2 separate regions of the Drosophila melanogaster genome follow, and region 1 is linked to region 2. Evidence: chromatin contacts called from public Hi-C data. All regions are on one chromosome and are shown on one strand. The core of a region is the stretch at or near the end of the contact, and the rest is flanking DNA. Distances in the headings are between cores, read along the strand shown. Region 1 holds the start of gw (gawky). Region 2 holds the start of Zip102B (Zinc/iron regulated transporter-related protein 102B).

The links. A called contact is a pair of places that touch in the nucleus more often than the background predicts.
Region 1: a Hi-C map of the Kc167 cell line shows a contact between it and region 2, with 3 times the contacts expected there. The contact joins the promoter of gw here to the promoter of Zip102B in region 2. A contact is called at or near these places in 11 of 107 Hi-C or Micro-C datasets (the Clone 8 cell line, the Kc167 cell line, the OSC cell line and 4 more).

Annotation. Positions count from the first base shown.
Region 1 is chr4:658,646-662,331 of dm6, reverse strand. gw (gawky) reads left to right here and starts at 1,724. Exons shown (of 10, transcript NM_001014691.3): 1 at 1,724-1,903. CG46466 reads left to right here. Exons shown (of 2, transcript NM_001382171.1): 2 at 352-1,323. The coding sequence starts at 359. The coding sequence ends at 1,177.
Region 2 is chr4:311,860-315,458 of dm6, reverse strand. It overlaps Zip102B (Zinc/iron regulated transporter-related protein 102B), which reads left to right and starts at 1,372. Exons shown (of 3, transcript NM_001297784.1): 1 at 1,372-1,711; 2 at 1,817-2,102; 3 at 2,161-3,599. The coding sequence starts at 1,613. The coding sequence ends at 2,669. Rnf11 (Ring finger protein 11) reads right to left here and starts at 536. Exons shown (of 4, transcript NM_001272124.1): 1 at 502-536.

The DNA.
Region 1 (3,686 bases), core at 475-2,974, 350 kb before region 2:
TTGTAATGTCGGGAAGCACTCCTCTGGCTACCAAAAATTAGTAATGTAAATAAAGGAGAGGTGGGCTAATTTGATTCTAAGGTTATATATTTCTTTTTTATTGCATTTGTTTTCGGTTTGGACATCATATAGTGTCCAAATCCCGAAGTTCATTAACTAGTCTCGGAAACCTTTTTGTTCACCTGTTATGTTCTTTTTTAATTTTTAATAACCCCCTTACTTTACGAGTGAAGAGTATAAAAGAATTATAAATACTTTTTCAAGAATTCAGGTTAATATAATTATTCGATTTTATGATAGAATCTAACGTTCCGCTAACCATTTAATACAGCAAACCATATTTATTTTCAGATCAAAAATGACAACACACGATGAGGCTCAGTCATACTTCTCACGTCTTAATTCAATTTCCGAAAAAATTACCTGCGATCTCAATAAAGTTAAATCTACATACAACCAAGACGCTTGGCTTAAATTGACTTTAAACGAACAGGAAAAAATATTGAATAACCAATTAATAGATCCTGTTATATTTTCTAAGTACTGTCATAAGACTAAAGAAAACTATGCGGCACAGGATCCGTACGAAAATACTGAAGTTAGTAAAAATGATTACCGTAAATTTTGTTTCAGAGACATTGTATATTTATATAACGGCCAAGATTTACACACATATAATTATCAAAACGTTGGTTTAAAAATATTACGCGATGAAAACACCGGAGATTTTCAAGATGAACATTCGTTTCCATTTTCTTATCGAACCAAATCACAAATTAACATAGTATTAAAAGAATTTGATGATATCTGTCTTGTTGAAACTCCATTAGGCGTAAAAAAGGCCATTCATTTAAAATTGAAGACAAAAGATTCAACCAATAAAAAAATACCAATTCTCCACCTTAATTCTAATGATAAAACCGGCGTTAACACAACGGAAAGAAAGATTTCCATTCATGAAAACTTCTCAAAAACCCAAACTGTTTATATTGATGAATGTATTGAATCTAATGAGAAAATGCAACTGCTCGTTAAATGTGGATCGAAAAACAGTGTGTTAAACGACTTGTCTGATTATGAAAACGAATTTAAAGATGCACGTCAAGACGAAAATACAAAACTGTTATCCCCTGAACTAAAAATGCCTAAGGGTTTCGATTTTCTTAGCAATTGGTAAAACCTATTTAAATCTCATAGATAGTCGAAGGAGAGCCGATATTTTAGAACATAATTTCATTTGATTTCAAGGCAAAACACCAAAACATACACATTAATATTAATCGGTCGTAAGTCCAAACTTTATACATTACATTATTAAGGATTCTTTTTTAACATAGACTTAATAAAATAAGTTATGAATTTAATGGATTGCCCAAACCTGTTTCAATTCTCACTTCAATAAGGCATTCAAGCTTTAAAATTTATTAATGCATATGTTATCTCACTGTATTGTTTTAATCCCTTAAATTTCATTTGAATTGTTAGAAATGGTCGAGAGTTATATGAGTTGGAACTTGTTTGAAACAGCTCTGTTTTGAATTAATTTAAATTATATCAGCTAATTTATTTTAATCAATTAATCCTTCTGTTGTGTACCCTCTATCTGACCTCTTCGATGTGAACGGGTCACAGCACTTATTTTAGGCAGTTGTGTAAACTGGGTATTACCTAAGATTGATTAATATCGATTAGTTTAAGAAAATATCGGACATCTACCTAGAAGAGTCTGTCGTGATCCAGGCGAAGTGCGAGTGAGAGCATCGTATAGTTACTTTTTATTTAAATTGCGTGTGTTAAAATGAATTAGCACGAGTAGTGAATGTTTTTGTGTGCGTAATCTTTCGAAAACAAGCGCTTTGTCATTAAAACGAAAAGATTGCCAACAGCCCACCACGGATAGAATGTACGGAGTAATGCAGCTAAATTGAAGTAGAATAATTTTAATGTATGGTTGAAGACGTACTCAGTACGATTAAAAGCGAAACTTTCTGACATAACCTAAGTGTGCATAACCTAAATGGTCGCAAAAACCCAAGCGTTTAGTTTCGGACATACGCATGTGTGTATCAGTGCAGAATAAATTCTGTTCGCTTGTGTATCGTGCATTGGAAAAGTCTATATGTACATATGTTCCAGTCAAGAGTTGCCACGCTTTAAATCTTTTACATAATGACAAAGCAATAGGGAATTTAAATGTGTCGCATTTGCTTTGAGGTTTTCCACACCAACAGTTAAAATTTAGTAATAGTGTAATTAAAAATAAAGTAAGCATTTTGCATATTTGCATTAGTCTATACTCCACATACCTTTCCATTCCGTCTTTAAATTTTGACTAGGTGGCAATATTGCAAGCAGGAATATCTGTATGGGTTTATTTAATACACTAGTAACTGCCGTCCCCATCGTCGAACGTGCGCAGAAATTTATATTCAATTACATCGAATTATAATTATTGTTGAGTCTAATCAGTTTTCGCATTCAAGATTGTTATTAATCCCAGTTTATTTTGTGAAATATGAAAAACTATAATTGATTGTCGAATGTGTGTATGTTTTACAACACATACACACTTTGTGAACTCGTCAAAGTGGCTTGACATGCATACACACAAAAATGCACATATATTTACATATATAGAGAAAATCAACTTCTCGTTCAGTAAAGGCAAAAATTGTTGCAAATATTCGGTGAACTATTAGCGTATACACAAGTGTTCAATTTTACTATAAACGCATATTCTGGCAATAGATATTAATTTCTAATTTCTGTTTGGTAGGTTTTAGTTAGATCTCCATTTTGTGACGTTCTCAGCTTTTCGCTTGTATTTCTACACATAGGGTACAAGACACGCGAATATACTAAGTATTGTACAATGACTTCTCTACATATGCACTAGAGTACTGAAAATGTATTCATACAAATGTATATACATGTATATATCTATCGCATTAGTCTTTTTGCCAATACTTGCATATATACAGGTTGTGTAAATACATTTTAAATTCTAAGTTTATTTGAGCATAATTGCAAGTGCGAAATTAGGAAAGGGAGACATAAAATAGGGTGCTTCCGTCAATGTCTGCCTGCCCAGAGTTGACAAATTCATTTTACTTGTGTACATATGCATATGTATATTTATATACCATTACAGAGTTGTGAATTTAATTGTTTTATTTTTTGACATGCATTCGTTTTTCACACAGGAATTTGTCGTTAATGTGGGTGGGGATTCTGCCGGTTGGGCAGCAGACCTGGTAGGTCAGCGATCGCGATGCATATTTCATTTTTAAAATTCTTTATGTACATACTAAGTATACATGTTTAACTCCTGTCAAATGACTCCCACTCTTATATACCCATATGTATGTCCTCAGACTTTTTGAATCGATTATAAAGCTTAAATTTTTATGATTTCTCCTTCAGAATTTTAACTGATGTTATGCAGTTAAAAATCTGTAAAGAAGATATTGATTAAGCCTACGAAAAGCTGATCAGAATTAAAAAATTTTTTAAGAACAACGAACAATAGAAAAACTAAAAACAAACGTGCACAACGTAGGGGTCACTAGAATCTGCATGCTTATTCTCAACTGTCTAGCTTTTATGTCGAAAACGCTTCCGCTATGTAACATACTTTAGAACAAATCTGGTATACCATATACCATTTTACTCTATTAATAATGTGT
Region 2 (3,599 bases), core at 123-2,622:
TGCATTACCTTTACTCCGCACTGAGCAAATTGTAGTAACTAATAAAAAAATAGTGTTACAAAACGAGATATTCATTAAATTATATGGATGTATTTGTTTGATTACGATTCGTCACTCAACGTTGGAAGAATCCTGTTTTTGCCAATTCTGAACGCCAGATGAAGGTGCAAATATTCGTGATCCATCTATTCTTAAAAACCTTGGACGACTTATTCTATTTTCATTTAATTTTATAAGTTTATCGGAAATTAGCAAAATAATGAAACGTTTAAAACTCACATATACAGTACCAATTAGTACCAATCCCCAAGAAATCTTAAATTAATAAGTACGCATGCATGTATATAAAATGCACATATGTATACACAACTTTCATAATAAACAGAAACAATTTAGTTAGTTGATTTAAAAAAAAAAAAACATTAAATGTGACTTTCTTTGAAATTAGACTAGATTCGATTTAATAAAGCCTGATTTATTCCATATGCTTAGACTTTTTACCTATTTGACAATAAATAAACCAAAATCAACAGTGCTGTTAATAGTATGACCTTAGGTTACCAAACTGTTTATGTAAATGGTGTAATACACGTTGTGCACTGAGATAAATTACATTCTCACGTTGCGCTATACAATCATAATACGGAATACAACCCTCCATGTAGTACGAGAGAGTGATGTATCCCTAAATAACTTATTAAATAAATAAATTATAAGGATCTAGAATTTTTTATGTTATGTGATTTCTGACGATATATAGATAAGCCAAATGAGCAATTATTGTAGGATAACACACGGTGACACCAGGAAAATACTATATACCGCACACTTTAATATATTTACAGAATTTATTTAAAATATTAAAATTAACTGGTGACCGATCATAACCAGTAAAAGGTAGAGCAACTACTATAGGTTTTGCGAACAAGTTAAATTTTCCGATAAACAATAGCTTAAAGAAAATTTGGTTCACTAGCTCCATTCGAACAATTATTCTTAAAACCATTAAAGGTTTTTTCTTTTTTTTAAATTTCACATGAGAGCAAATAAAAAATCGGTTAAAAGTCGGTTGAGAATGCTTGGTACTATTTCTAAATATATATTATATATAAATTATATATATTATATTATATTATATAATATTATATATATTATTATATATTATATTATATATATTATCTTATATTATATTATATATATTATATTATATTATATTATATATGTTTTATATATATTATATATAAATTAAAAATGGTATCATACATTTGTATCGGACCATCTAAAACCGTTTTCAATAAGTTTGTATAATAAGCCAGTGGGTAAGACATGAAATATAATAACTTAAAGGTATTGTTCACAGTCTGGGAAAATTTCGTACGTCTGTAGGATCGCGAGTTTTAACGGGATGAGAAGAAAACAAATTGTATAGTTCTGTTGTGGTATGAGATGTTAATTTGGTTGAAGTGTTATTGTAGAATATGGTATAAGTTCCACAGTTGGTTGCTGCTATATGCGTTGTTAAAATGTTAATAAGGCTCATCTCTAGCGATTGAGTTGGCAAAAACATGTAGCTTTGATGGTATTATGCTCATTAAAATTAAGTTGGGCAATCATGGCTGAGGAGACAATAATTCTCATTTTATTAGTGTTGGTTATGCTTGTGGGGTCTTATTTGGCAGGGAGCATACCGATGCTGATGAAATTAAGCGAGGTCGGTACTAAACAATGGCATTTTAAATACAAAAAAAATTTAATGTGAGGTATTTGGAGCACCACTAGTGCATTAATTTGTTCTACTTAATAAATGTCATTAAAGGAAAAGCTAAAATGTGTCACTGTGCTGGGAGCTGGATTGTTAGTGGGAACTGCTCTCGTTGTTATTATTCCGGAGGGCATTCGATCATTGTATGTGGGGAGTGGCCAATCCCAAAAACGGACATCAGTTCCGGAGCAACCAGATTACTCACAGACCATTGGACTTTCTCTTGTGCTTGGATTTGTCTTCATGATGTTGGTGGACATCTCTCAGCGGAAGAGTAATGTTGGAAGTAATAAAAAAAACAATGCCACACTAACTCTTGGATTGGTTGTGCATGCCGCAGGTAAAGAAGCTTATATTGGTGTACCCACCATATCTTAAAAATTGTTGTTCTTTTGCAGCTGATGGAGTTGCATTGGGAGCAGCTGCCACCACTAGCCATCAAGACGTTGAGATAATTGTATTTTTAGCTATAATGCTTCATAAGGCACCAGCAGCATTTGGATTAGTGACATTCTTACTGCACGAAAAAGTAGACAGACATCAAATTCGCAGACACCTAGTCTTATTTTCCCTGTCGGCTCCCCTTATGACTATTTTAACGTATTTTGGGATCGGACAGGAGCAGAAGGACACGTTAAATTCCGTGAATGCCACTGGTATAGCTATGCTATTCTCCGCTGGAACATTTTTGTACGTAGCAACTGTGCATGTTTTACCAGAGCTTACCCAAGGGGGATTTACGAAAAGCGATCAGCATGATTATTGTTTGCTAGAGGAATCTCGAGGTGTTGCTACGAATGATATAAATGGAAGCAATAGTATTCAAGCACTAAAATATAGTGAATTGGTAATTCTGATTTGCGGCGCACTGCTACCCCTAATTATAACATTTGGACATAATCACTAGTAATGTAGTAATACATATATTTTTGTCAAATAAGATGAAGTAAAAGTTAAGGGATATTAAGCTATAAATATATTGGGTTTAATTTCTCGGATATACAATTATTAACATTAAGTGCTTTGCACAAAGATTTTGAATTTAATGAATTGTCGCATGAAAGTCAAATTTGGTACCGACGTCAACTTTTGTCAGCTTTCTGTAAAGTTGAGTGATTTGAGAGGCCTTATACGAGAATGTATTGTGAGTAAACCAAGCAAAATGAGGAAGGTCAAAAAGTAGTGCAAGAAATATTTTACTTTAATATTTAGACTTGCGCAGGCAGGAATAGTACGCAAGTCGGCGCCGAATTCATTGGCATCAGAATTTTGACTCCGGCTCCTATATACTATATGTTAATTTATAATTATATATGTTTTTATTGTATTTAATAACAATGGATAGTTTACGTTCTCAGAATGGTAGTAAAAAGTAAGAGACGGTTTAAAGGCAGCTTGGCAATGTCACCATTGGTTTACTGGATAACGTCTTCTGTTACGGCCTTAGATTACGGATTTCTATAACTACTTCTGCTATGACTTTCTACATTTATAGATACCTTTCTGCGTCTTTTCTACTTTAATTCTGCTCAACTTCTTTGCGGAATATTTTTCGCGCGTTCTTTATTTCCGCTGTTCTTGTCTTGTCTTGTAAATATGAATCATATCTTAGCAAAGATCTTTAAAAACTTCTTTGGCTATAAATGATGTGTATTATGGGCACTTCTCTTCTACTAGAACGTGAAAAAAACTGTTTCCCAAAATCACGACGACAAATAGCTTTGCTGACTGCAGTTTTAGGCAGTTTTTTAAACCATGGCGTTAAGTTGATCCATCTTTGTTTTTGACTATGACGAGTCTGCTGGCGAAATTCGGCGCCGACTTGCGTACTATTCCT